3 separate regions of the Mus musculus genome follow, and regions 2 and 3 are each linked to region 1. Evidence: chromatin contacts called from public Hi-C and promoter capture Hi-C data. All regions are on one chromosome and are shown on one strand. The core of a region is the stretch at or near the end of the contact, and the rest is flanking DNA. Distances in the headings are between cores, read along the strand shown.

The links. Hi-C and Micro-C count contacts between places; a contact is called where the count stands out from the background. Capture Hi-C pulls out chosen DNA fragments and counts their contacts.
Region 2: a contact with region 1 is called in a promoter capture Hi-C map of adipose tissue. The contact joins the promoter of Dmac2l here to the promoter of Klhdc1 in region 1. A contact is called at or near these places in 5 of 39 promoter capture datasets (the HPC-7 cell line, embryonic stem cells, hematopoietic stem and progenitor cells and 2 more), 1 of 484 Hi-C or Micro-C datasets (bone marrow-derived macrophages), 5 of 115 datasets of contacts at active chromatin or transcription factors (bone marrow-derived macrophages, embryonic stem cells, memory CD8 T cells and 2 more) and 4 of 9 other capture datasets (adipose tissue, embryonic stem cells, liver and 1 more).
Region 3: a Hi-C map of bone marrow-derived macrophages shows a contact between it and region 1, with 16 read pairs. The contact joins the enhancer-like site here to the promoter of Klhdc1 in region 1. A contact is called at or near these places in 1 of 39 promoter capture datasets (neural stem cells), 1 of 484 Hi-C or Micro-C datasets (bone marrow-derived macrophages), 2 of 115 datasets of contacts at active chromatin or transcription factors (large pre-B cells and pro-B cells) and 2 of 9 other capture datasets (adipose tissue and liver).

The regions. Positions count from the first base shown.
Region 1 is chr12:69,239,861-69,244,030 of GRCm38.p6, forward strand. Klhdc1 (kelch domain containing 1) reads left to right here and starts at 1,972. Exons shown (of 13, transcript NM_178253.5): 1 at 1,972-2,153. The coding sequence starts at 2,058.
Region 2 is chr12:69,722,494-69,726,663 of GRCm38.p6, forward strand. Dmac2l (distal membrane arm assembly complex 2 like) reads left to right here and starts at 2,452. Exons shown (of 5, transcript NM_026536.2): 1 at 2,452-2,521. It overlaps L2hgdh (L-2-hydroxyglutarate dehydrogenase), which reads right to left and starts at 2,381. Exons shown (of 10, transcript NM_145443.2): 1 at 2,161-2,381. The coding sequence starts at 2,303.
Region 3 is chr12:69,643,575-69,647,744 of GRCm38.p6, forward strand. The region is part of intron 4 of Sos2 (SOS Ras/Rho guanine nucleotide exchange factor 2); the gene reads right to left. Among named protein-coding and RNA genes, the nearest start is that of Gm31679, 20 kb to the left of the region's middle. Within about 2 kb of position 2,412, at least 28 of the 459 cell types and tissues checked have an H3K27ac peak or open chromatin away from gene starts, as enhancers often do. A contact at or near this core is called in bone marrow-derived macrophages and neural stem cells, where this site is marked.

The DNA of each region.
Region 1 (4,170 bases), core at 722-3,221:
GTTATTAGCAGGCAAAGGGGATGTAAGAAGAAAAAAAAAAACCTCAATAATTGCTTTTACAGAAGGTTTTGGGTTTTGCCTGCTTGCCCTCTCCTTGCTAGCAAGTCCATTCCTTCACTGGCGTCAGAGCCTACTACTTCAGGATCCAGCACAGAATAAAGTCCAGCTGAGACATCCAGCCTTGTGGACCAAGCAACTACTGGATTCTTGGACTTCTGGTTGGACTTCCGGTTCACAGCCAGCCATTTTTGGATTAACTGCGCTGCAGGCTGTAAGTCCTTTTAATAAATCCCCTTTCAATATATAGAGATGCATTCTATAAATTCTGTTATGCTAGAGACCAGATTAATACAGACGGCAAGTCTCTACTGCCAAAGACACTACATACTACATGTCTTTGCGGAAGAACATGGAAAATCAGAAGGATTGATCTGGTCCTTACTCCTGGCCAGCTTTCACCGTGCTGGGAAGGACTATGCTGGGGAAGAGCTGTAACCAACGCCCCCACCTTGCTGGGGATCCTGAAGTCTACAGTATCAACACATCAGGCCTGATGTTCCCACTGGGGAAGAAACTATTATGGGTACAGCCAATTATTTTCTGACTGGATTTGTGGATCGTTCCACAAGAGGGGAATTGGTGCCGTGTTCTGTAAACCCGGTCAAAAGCCCATGGCTGGGGGAAGACCATAGATTTTTGAAAGCTGCTGCTCTTTTGCTAAGTTCTATGTGTCTGTCAAATTGCCTTCTAAATAGTTGTCTTTATACCCGTCCACTAGTGTAGTTGTCATCTTTGGTCAATGAGGTTTCTGTTTTTAAATGGGCAGTCGTTACTGTAGAGACAACTGGTTAAAAGTGCTATTGAATGTCCAGCCCTAGAGGGGCATCCTACCCAAGCCTCAGGGACCATCGTGGAAGGTGGAGGGGCAGATGGCAAGAGGTGGTGGGTTGTAGAATTATCACCGCGATTTAGGGTTGGGGGAGGGGCTCCCTGCCCTCCGTGGTTTTAAAGGCAGTTAACAGTTGCAAGGAAGGGGGGGGGGTGTTTCAAGCTCCCACCCCCAGCTTTTGTAGGCAGTTAACAGTTGCTAGGCAGAGACATTTTATTCAGTGGAATAGCTATGCTCATGTAACTGTAATTAAAATCATTGGTTCTTCAAGGAAGACTTGAGGTTCGCTCCTCTCCCCAGAGAAAATGTATACAAGTGGGAAATGAAAGATGCAAGACAATAATGTTTCCTTTCGTGTTTAGAAAAGGGGAATTGTGCCTGTGTTCCCACATAATATCACCACGAAGAAATAATAGAACACTCAGTGCCTCAGGTACCAACACCTTCTACAGCGATTAGCACGGAAGTACACGTGAAGAAAACCAGGGACACCCAGGCCCTACAAAAGCAAAAAAACCTCATATGCGTCTTGAAACCATGTATTACCGAGGCTGAAGCAGAACTGGCATTGGAGCACTGCTCGTGTTAAAAAATGATCTCTCTCACACACACACAGCCAGGAGGATGCTCAGGTCAATAAGCTGGCCCAGTTGGGGTTCATAAACCCAATACTTTGTACAGTTGTGAGAAGAAGAAGAAAAAGAAAGCTCACTTTCCAAATGAACACCATGGAGCTGGAGAGATGGCTCAGAGGTTAAGAGCATTTGTTCTTGCAGTGGACCCAGGTTTGATTCCCAGCAGCCACATTTCACAATTGCCCATAATTCCAGGTCCAGGATGTACACCATACATACATACATACATACATACATACATACATACATACATACAAGCAGAACACTCACATACATAAAGTAAGTTCATGAGAAACCATTCTTGATTAATAGAGCCCTAAGAAGCCCAGACAGTGGCTGCAGAGAGGCTTCAGGGAGAGGTTTGCAGTGTCTTCGCAGCGCCCGGTGCTCCCGGGAGCGGCCAGGCCCCGGTCCGGGGCGGTGGCCGCGCAGACGCGCAGGTTCCTCGGTTCCGCCTCCGCCAATCTGGACCCTCCTCGCGTTCCGTTCGCGCGTGCGAGCGGGCGCCGAGCTGGCTGGGCCCCGGAGGGCGGATGGCGGACCCGCAGGCGTTCTGCGTGGCCGAGGAGCGCAGCGGCCACTGCGCAGTGGTGGACGGACACTTCCTCTACGTGTGGGGGGGCTACGTGGTAAGGGGAAGGGGCGGGCGCTGGGGCGGCGCGGGAGCGGAGGCAGGGGGATGACGGCCGGCGACGCAGCACTCCCACAGGCTCCCAGGCGAGCCGCCTGCCGTGCTGCCCACATCGCTCCCGCTCCCAAAGCCACAAAACGGGGTTTCGGGGTGCGTGACCCCTCCAGCCTCCGTGGCTCAGGACTGGAGAGGACCCCAGAACGTCGTGCCGCGTTGTTTGGTATCATTGCCACCGTGCTACTCAAAATACGGAAGTCACCAAGCAGTTAAATTTATCAGCTATTTTTAGTGGCATTTCTTTGCTAATTAAGTACCTCTGGAGTCTCAAAATAGATTCGTATTCGCAACACTCCACCACAGAGTTTTGTGGCTGAAAATTCGTATTGCCATGGCGGTTGGAATGTGTGTTTGTTTTGTTTCTATGATCGTAGGATGATAACAAGGATTATCGAGTTGGAAAAATAATTCAGGTGTACCTGCCCACCCCGTTTGTTTACAGATTAGAAAATAAGCCCTACGGAATCTCTTCTGCAAATAGAAGATAACATCTTCTGACCTCCTCAGTGCCCTTAAATGACAGACCTGTAACACAACGAAATAAAGTGCATACTGTGTGTGTTAAGAATTATCAGGTCCGAGTGGGTTTTGTTGTTTTGTGTGCTTATTCCTAATTTAGTGCAGTATAAGTAAAAAAGAAAAAAAGAAAAATTGGTTTTTTGTGTGCCAACTATATCTGGTATGTCCTAATCATATGGGATTATCGACTAGGGTCTAATCTGTAATGTTAATTTTTAAAATTTATTTTATGTACATGAATGTTTTGCATATATACATGTGTGTGTATGTATATATGTATGTGTGTGTATATATATATGCATCCTGTATCCATGGAGGTCAGAAGAGGGTGTTAGGAGCTGGCATTACAGATTGTGCTGGGAATCTAACCCAGGTCCTCTGCAAGAGCAACCAGTGCTTTTAACTACAGAGCCATCTCTCGTGCCCCACATCTTCATTTTATAAAGAAAGGCATTGACCCTTCAGTGGTCATGTGACACTGGGGGCTGCATTCTGGAGCTTTATTTTGCTTTGTTAATTATTTGAGACAGGATCTCAGACTGCAGCTCACACTGCCTGGCCTGGAATTTCATGTGTAGCCCAGGTCAGGCTCGGATTCAGGATAAGCATCCTGTTTGTGCCTCTCAGGTGTTGAAACAAACAGGAGCATGAGCTACAGCTAGCTCTCCCATCCAGAAACAAAACCCAACCAACCAACCAGACAAACCCACAGATCTCAAGTACCATAGGCTGGCCCTGAGCGTCTCATCCTCTGGTTTCCAGTTACTCGTGGTTATCTCCTGGCCTGGCTTTGAATTCGTTTTTGTTTTTTTTGTTTTTGTTTTGTTTATGAAACACTAGTATTAGTTTTTGAAGCACGTACAGTTTTTTAGTGTTTTTAAGTTCTGCCACTTGAAGACACCGACTTACCAAACTTGATCTGCTGTGTTTCTATTGGATTGTGTTGACACTGGTGTAAATTAAATGGAAAAGATTAAAATAATAACTTTGCAAGGCAGGTTGTCCAGCAGCAACCTGTAAGCCCTGATGTTGGGAGGCAGAAGCAGGGGAAGCAGGAGAAGCTGGAGGGCATTTGCTGTTCTGTAATGAGTTCCAGGGTAGCACAAGACATTGTGTCAAAAATAACAGTAATCTTCTAGTACCTCACTGTGTCTCAGCTCTGTATGGCTCCTCTTTAACTCCATACATGAAATAGATCAGTATAGAATTCTTTGGGACCAAAAAGGAAATGTCTGAATGCTTTAAATCTTATTTTACTCCTGAAAATTGTAGCGGGTGAGAGTCCAGTTCTCCAGGGGGCAGCTGCAGAATTTTTCTTTTCCAACTACTTGTTATTCCAAATAGCAGAGGTGCTACAAACACAACCCTGTAATATACGACACAGACTTAAACCCCAGGTCTTTTACTTTTTAGATCCCAGGGATCATCAACAGGTCTGA
Region 2 (4,170 bases), core at 1,202-3,701, 480 kb after region 1:
ATAGCACATACCATTTATACTATCATTTGCCCTTTGCCCTCCCAGACAGAATCAGATACTTAAGTTCTGCTGGGACCATAGTCTCTGCATATGAACCTTCTTCAGCTTCACTCTGATCATGATGGAGCTTTTATCATAGGCTCCTGGGTGGCAGGGAAGGAGTCAGGGGAACCATGGATGAAAGTGAACCAAAGGATGGTGAGGGTGGAGGCCTCCTACATGAGACAACCAGCAGATAGATGCCTCTACCTGAGGATAGGTTATGGGAGGATAGGTTATGGTCAAGGTTTTCTCTCCAGAGATGCTTTCAGAGGCCCATAGACCTTAGCACAACCAATCATGTTATAGGCACCATCCTAAGCTTAGAACCTAGCATGGAGGCCCCCAAACCTGCCAAAATGGGAACACAGACCAAATCCAGCAAAGACCTAGTCCACAGTTACAGGATCCAGGAAAGTCCCTAAACCTTACTTTTTGGCTGGTATCACTGCTGACTATTAGAAAGCCAGCACTTGGCAGATACTGTTCATTCATGTTGCTACCAGGGCAGCTGCTATAGCCCAGTGTCTGGCAGAGCTGTGGGCAGCTGTCAGGGCTCGTCTTTGGTGATCCTCAAAAGCTCACTAATAACCGGGCCCTGACACCTTAGAGGGCACCCGTGTCCAGGCCCACAATAGAGCATTTCTATGCCCAAACTGAGATTACACAAAATATGATTAAACTGTATAGAGCTATACACAGAACACAGAATGCACATAAATTTGGTAAAACCTGAATGTGTGCATTGTATCAACATTAACACCAAGGCAAATGGTGGGACAGGAGGAAGGTGACATAAAACCATTCTATAATTTTTGCAACTTTCTATAGGTCTACAATTGTTTCAAAATAATCAGTATTTTAAAAACTGGGATAAGAAAATGGTTAATTGGCAAAGTGCTTGCCATACAAGTGAGGACTTGAGTTTGTACCCAAAGCACCTTTATGTAAGGGCATTCCTTGTTCAACCCATGTAACCTTGGGATCAGGGGCAGGGAGACAGGCAGATCCCTCGTGCTTACTGAGCAACCAACCAATCACCTCAAGAGACCCTATCCCCCACCCCATCCCTCTCCTGCCCCGAGGCAGTGGAGGCAAACACCTTTAATCCCTGCAGACACTGAAGATCTCTGAGTTCAAGGACAGCCTGGTCAACAAGATAGCCAGGATACAAAGAGAGACCCCATGTGGAAAAAGCAAGTGACAGATAGAAACACACACACACACACACACACACACACACACACACGGAGGGGGAGGGAAAAAGGGAGGGGGACAGGGAGAGGGAGAGAAATTGGGAGAGATCCAGTCTCAAAAGTTAAGGTGGCGCAGGTTGGGTGGCACGTGCCTTTAATTCCTGCACTAGGAAAGGAGTGGCAGGTTGATAGCTTGAGGCATTAGAGGCCAGCCTGATCTACACCGGAGTCATAGGACAGCCAAAGGAAAACAAACCAGTACCGTTTAACATGCTTTAAACGCGTCTTAAACAAAAACACTGCCCCTCTCCAGGGTCGTGCCACACCTCGGTCTGCCACTAAATCCATTCGCATGGTCTACCTTGTCTCAAACAATCAAAAGCTCCCCCACCCCCACCCCTCCACCCCGCCCTTAAAGCTTTCACACCGAACACTGTATTTGCCAGCTTTCCTAGGCAGCTCACAGTAGGCAACTGAGTTGCTTCTAGTGAGGACAACTCTAGTGTGTGCAAGGAACTGACCCACAGAAGCCAAGTTCTGGATTTTCCAAGCAACACAGGGGATGATAGTTAAGAAGCTGCATACTTATTGGCAGTGTGCTAGGTCTTTTAATCTTCAAAGTGACCACCTAGGGGCCAGACTAGGATCCTAGTCACCAGTCACCCTTTAGAGTGGTTAAGAAATGGAGAGGAGTTGTGTATTCGGAGCCAGATTAGCTCCGGACCTCAACTCAACACTGCCTTTCCTATGGCGCACAAACGCAGTGGACGAACCCTGCGGGTCAGCAGCTCCTGGGATTCGAGGCTGGACCACAGAATCAGGACTTCCTCGCCGGGGACAGAGACATCGAGTCGGGGGACACAGACAGGTTCAGTTGGAGATCCCTGAGCGGAACAGCAAGTGCAGGCCGCCGCCTCTCACTTACCTGGTGCTGGAGCTTCTGCGGCCACCCCCGCACAGTAGCCCGGGCACCCCGGACGCCGGTCCACTTGCGCGGAGGAAGCCCCCAGCCACGCAGTACCGGGCCAGTCCGCAGACACCGCCTACGTAGCGCAGGGTCGGCCACATGGCCTGCGCCACCTCCCCTCCCTCCACCCCAGCACCCGCAACCTGAACGGACTCTAAGGGTGAAGCGCGCCGCTCTCCAGCCCCGCCCCCAGACGAGAGCCAATGAAACACGCGCGTTTGCCTGACGTGGGCGTGGTCTCCGCTGGCCAATGAGCGAGCGCCGTGGAAGGAAAAGACCGAGGGCGAAGGGCCGGCCAGGCGCAGGGACGCAGCACGCCGTGAGTAAGAGGAGCTAGGGCGAAGGCGGGGACCGGGTGGTGGTTCCACTCTCCGGGACCTCCGCCCGCACAGGCTTGACTGGACGCCGGCGCTGTTCCGCCAGAGAAGGCTGGGCATGTCGGGGTGACCCCTGGCTCCTGCGGCCTCTCCTTCGGCCACGCCTCCTGGTCGGTTGGCGACGCTGTGGCCCGGGAGCTGGGGACTAAGCCACCTCCTGCCGCTCCCTGTCACTACCCTGCTGATTGCCCGCAGGTTTCTGGGCCCTTCATGGGGCTCCTGGTTGGTTGTTCATTCAACCACTGACTCAGCTTGTAAATATCGGGCGCTGAGCTAGGCGCTGGATGAAAGTAGACGGCTCGGTCTCTGTCGTCATTTAGTGTTGTTTTTTTGGTTTCTATTATTGACTTGTATATGTGCCTATGCGAGCTTATTGCAACAGGTATGTGCAGGAGTTTGTGAGACCAGAAAGGGGAGTACAGGATCGCCTGGAACTGGAAATTCTGAGCTGCCATGTGGGTGCTGGGAATCTAGGCCCTCAGGTAAGACCAGTTAACAGTCTTAACCATAGAGCCATCTCTCTAGCCCCAAACTTTTCTTTATTAATTTACATCTCTGCCCCAGCTTCCCCTTCCTTCTCTCAGGCCTTCCTGACTAAGCCAGCTCAGTCAACAGGTTCTCCAGGGAGGGATGAAAAAATTGAAAAGAAAAAGACAATTAGACAGTACTATTAACATAACCCTAGCCCGTTCTGAGGTTGAAGCAAGGTTATTTTTCCTCCAGTCAGTCTGCTTTTATACAATTCTAAGTACATGCAAAGAATAAGGTCAGTCCTAAGTCATAAACAGAGTTAAGGAACAAAGCCTAAACAAAGGTGCCATGATAGTTGTATTCAGAGTCTTATCAAGACCCATCAAAATACAAAATAACTCTGTCCTCAGCTGTGTTCATCTTGAGCCTACTTCCCAGTCCTGGCCCAACCTCAAATTCTTGCCAAATTTTTAAAAGCAGGCATCCAAAGCGCTGTAGCCTTCTTCTCACTATCGACCCCACCCCCACCCACCCACTTAGGAAAAGGGGCAGCCTCCTATGGATATCAACCAGCCACTGTATGTGACGTTGCATAAGACTAGACACATTCTCTCCTCTTGAAGCTAGACAGGGCAGCCCAGTAGGAGAAAAGGGTCCCAAAGGCGGGCTCCTGCTTATCCCACTTGAAAACCAAGCTACGGGCTGGTGAGATGGCTCAGTGGGTAAGAGCACCCGACTGCTCTTCCGAAGGTCCTGAGTTCAAATCCCAGCAACCACATGGTGGCTCACAACCATCCATAACGAGATCTGACTCCCCTCTTCTGGAGTGTCTGAAGACAGCTACAGTGTACTTACATATAATAAATAAATAAATAAATAAATAAATCTTAAAAAAAAAAAAAACAAAAAAAAAAAAAAAAGAAAACCAAGCTACACAAGTATAACATATGTGCCTAGGTCAGTCCCATGCAGACTTCCTGGCTCAACCTTTCCTTAATCACTAGACTAAGAGAGAGCTTTAAATGTCCATGCCTCCAGATAGCCACTCACAGGGGAGGGCACTTGTGTTTCCTCCACTGTAAAAATGAGAGCTATGCAGTCACTTAAAAGACCTTATAAC
Region 3 (4,170 bases), core at 1,162-3,661, 400 kb after region 1:
GCATCACTTAGTGCAAATGAAAACCTCACACAGATTTCAGAGCCTCCCTGACTCCCACTGCTTACTAGCAATCTCCTATCTTCTATGCAATACCTGCCTGACCCCTTTAACATTTAAACCCAGGAGTTTGGTATTGTGTTATATTATTCCTTTTCTCAGATTTCTGTTAATGTTACAAAAACTATCCTTGAAAGGATCAATGTAAAAAGAAGAAAGACTGATGTGGGCTCACCGTGAAGGCTTGCTTGCACCACAGAACTGCACTATTTACACTGATATTTCTGTTCATGTCTTCCCTAATTAGACAATAGCTGTCTAAGGATTTAAAAACATGCACACACAAAAAAAGTGTTTGCTTAAAGGGTTTGTATATGTGCAAATGTTACAAACTATTCTAAAGGCCCAATGACTGCAGGAGCTAAAAACACAGCACAATAGCTAAGCAATGAAGGCGCATGCCTTTGATCCCAGCACTTGGAAGGCATGCAGGCAGATGTCTGAGTTCTAGGCCAACCAGAACTATGAAGTGAGTTCCAGAATAGCCAGGAAAGAAACCCTGTCTCAAAACAAAACAAAACAAAACAAAACAAAACAAAAAACAAAAAAACCCAAATAAACAAACAATCCTGCACAACACAAAGCATTTCTGAAGTCATGTTCAAAACAAGAACAAATAAGCAAAGTCAAGCTGGGCATGACAACAATCCTACAACTCAGCGATTTCCAAGACAAACATGAAGCTATCTTGGGAATTTCAGTTAAACCTTCTATCAAAATAAAAGAAAAAGGACTAGCGATGTGACTCTGCTGCAGAGCTTGCTTAGTGTGTGCTGGCTCAATTCCTAGTATTACAAACAAACAAGTGATGGATGGATGGATGGATGGATGGATGGATGGATGGATGGATGGATGGATGATAGAGAGAGAGGGAGGGAGGGAGGAGGGGGGCACTGAAACAGACACAATATTACCATGCAAGGAAAAGACAGATAACCCAATTCCTACCATTAGGCTAACAAGTTAAACTTCCCCAGAGAAGCACCCTCCCTCTCTCCCATGGGAAGCAGCAATCTCCCTTAGCATACGTTCCGCTCTCAGGGTATAAACCCTTTCCTCAGTAGTGACCGTTACTACTGAGATGGGATTGTTCTCAGTAATCTGATGTGCAGAACACTTTGTAACAGTCAAATACGACTTTTATTTTTAAATGTAAAAAATATGTTCTCTTTTTTTTGTCTAGAAAATTAAACATCTTTAGAAATCAACGGATTTCTCGAATGGTTATTAAACATATGGTCTATGAGCTCTTGGAACCCATTTAGATTTATAGATCATTCCGTGTCAAATACTCTCATTAACTCATTCCCATCACCAGAATCACAAATACAGTTATTTGCATGTTTAGCTAAGCACATGACTGTCTCTTGTGACAAACAAGAGACTGTGAAAAGGAAGTCTGAAACCGGGATCAGCAAACTACAGTATACATGCCAAATCCTGCCCACTCTCTATTTTCATGAAGTTTACTGGCACACAGCCCATGCTCATTTGTTTATAGCTATTTTTGCTACCAGAGTAGAAATGAGCAGTTGCAAGTGAGCCTGCAACAGCTACCACCTCCCTTTTGTGGGTTCTCGGGGTTGCTGCTGTTTTATCATTCTGAAACAGAGTACTAACACTCAGCCTGAAGTTAGCTGAGACCTGGCTGTGGACAATAGGTTGTCCTTACTTGCAGCAATCCTCCTGTCTATGGCCCCTGAGTGCTCATATTACAGGTGTGCACCATCATACCCAGTTTTTGGCTGGCTCTTTAAGTACATCCTGCTCTTGAAGTGGACACAAGGTAAAACAAGAAAAGTGGTATGTTTTAAACCTAGATGGAAGTCTTTAATTTGTTTAAAATCCTATTCTTTAGCCAGACAATGGTGGCTCATGCCTTTAATCCCAGCACTTGGGAGGCAGAGGCAGGCGGATCTCTGAGTTCGAGGCCAGCCTGGTCTACAAAGTGAGTTCCAGGAACAGCCAGGGCTACACAGAGAAACCCTGTCTCGAAAAACCAAAACCAACCAAACAAACAAAATCTTAATCTTTTTAGATATTTTTATTGGGCAATTTAAGTTTCTCAAACTTATCTATACTTTCAAAAGCTGGATAGGATAACTAAAATGAATTCGAGAATTTGATTTTTTAAAGTATCTTGATTGTGATAACTTTAGAAACAATATGAAAATTTCTGTGGTTAAATTTGAGTTATGCTGATAAATGTTTAAATCTATAGCATGAGTTGAAGAAATCAAAACCAAAGAGTATCTCAGTTAGAAAAGTCCTAAGGAATTCAGATGTCTGCCACCTGGAGTAAGCAGGGTGACAACGGACGGAAAAAGTTAAACTCAAACTGTCACTGAGGGCAGGTAACATCAAGGAGCGGCCATGTGGTAGTCAGTCACTACCATCCCTCAGGGACTGTTCCTGTCAGCTGTACTTTACTCTCAAAATCACTCAGAATGCGATGGGGTACTTCATACTATTCTTCTACCTTTTCTATCAGCTTAAGTCACTTTCAAAGTAATAAAAAGTATGTAAGCTTGATCTTAGAAGTCAATATAAAAATGACAAATTTCTACAATGAAATGAAAGTGGAAAAACTCAGTTTTTAAATTACAGAGTAATAGATCTCAACTACAGTTAAAAAAATAGTTTTTCCAAATAATACTGCAGCTTGGGAGTCTAACTCAGGCTATTTAAAGCTCTGCAAACACCAGTGTTCTCTAAAACTTCCTAGTGAGTCTCACGTGCAGCCAAGGCTGACAACCCCCAGTGTGTACTGGGCCAGGTGCTGATTACTGCCTCTGTACCCTGGATCCACTGGTACACTGTTTACGTCACACTGTCCTGAGTTCCTTGTCTGCGACATTCCATCTCCCACTAGCACACACACCCTTAACATGGGGGCTTCTGCTATCTTCCCCAGTGCTGTGCTTCCCTTGTTCAGGACCAAGCTCTTCCAACGGTGCTCAGAAGATGAGAAATAGGAGGAGGACAAAGAGCAAGGGAAGGAAGAGGAAGGAGGAACGGAAGACTGCCTGTTCCTCAAGCAGCCCTTAGGAACAGGAAGGATGACTCTGTAATCAGAAGAACGGCAACAGAGTAATCAGAGGGCAGGAGCTTTGTTCTGAGCGGTGCCCAGGTCCTACCAAACTGTCTTAAGATAGCAAAGCATGGTCTTCAAAGTTACTAATACTTAAAACTCCAGAAACAGCTCTGTGTGTTCCCTTTGTAAAAATAAAAGACTCGGGCATGTGTAATGGCTCATGTCTAGAAATCCCAGCCCTCCAGAGGCAGGAGGAGCTCATGACTGACACCAGACTAGGCAGCCTGAGTTATATAGTGATACCCTGTCATTAAAAAGCAGGAAAGGGAAATAACTGAATAAAATAAACATTACTTAAAACTACCTTTCACCAACTGATTGGATAGATCCCGACACCTCAACCCTCCTGTATACAAAGCCTCCTGATGGAAACGGAGAACTCTCCTCCCTGCCATGATGCTCAACTCTAGAAATTCCAGATTCTGCAAAACCAGTAATTTTCTGTCTTCCAGCATCAGGAATTACAAAAGTTACTAATATACTGCATGGCATGAATATACACCCCTTCAAGCCCAATAACTGGGAGGCAAAGGCAGGGGAACTTCTATGAATTCAAGATCAGCCTGGCCTACGAAACAAGTTTCAGGCCTGCTGGGGATGCATACTGAGACAATGGCTTTAAAACAAAAAGCAATAACTGGGGCTGGAGAGATGGCTCAGTGGTTAGGAACACTGACTGTTCTTCCAGAGGTCCTGAGTTCAACTCCCAGCACCCACATGGTGGCTCACAACCATCTGTAAAGTGATCAGGTGCCCTCTTCTGGTATGTCTGAAGTCAGCTACAGTGTACTTATATACATACATATACATAAATAATCCTTAAAAACAAAAAGGAGAAGAAAGAAAGGGAGCCCTCCATTAAAAAAAAAAAAGCAATAAGCTAGTTTCTTCATGTACTGAAAACCTGAGGCCCAGTGTGATGGTGCGTGCTGATGGTGCATGCTGATGGTGCATGCTGATGGTGCATGCTGATGGTGCATGCTGATGGTGCGTGCTGATGGTTGTAGCATATTAGAGCC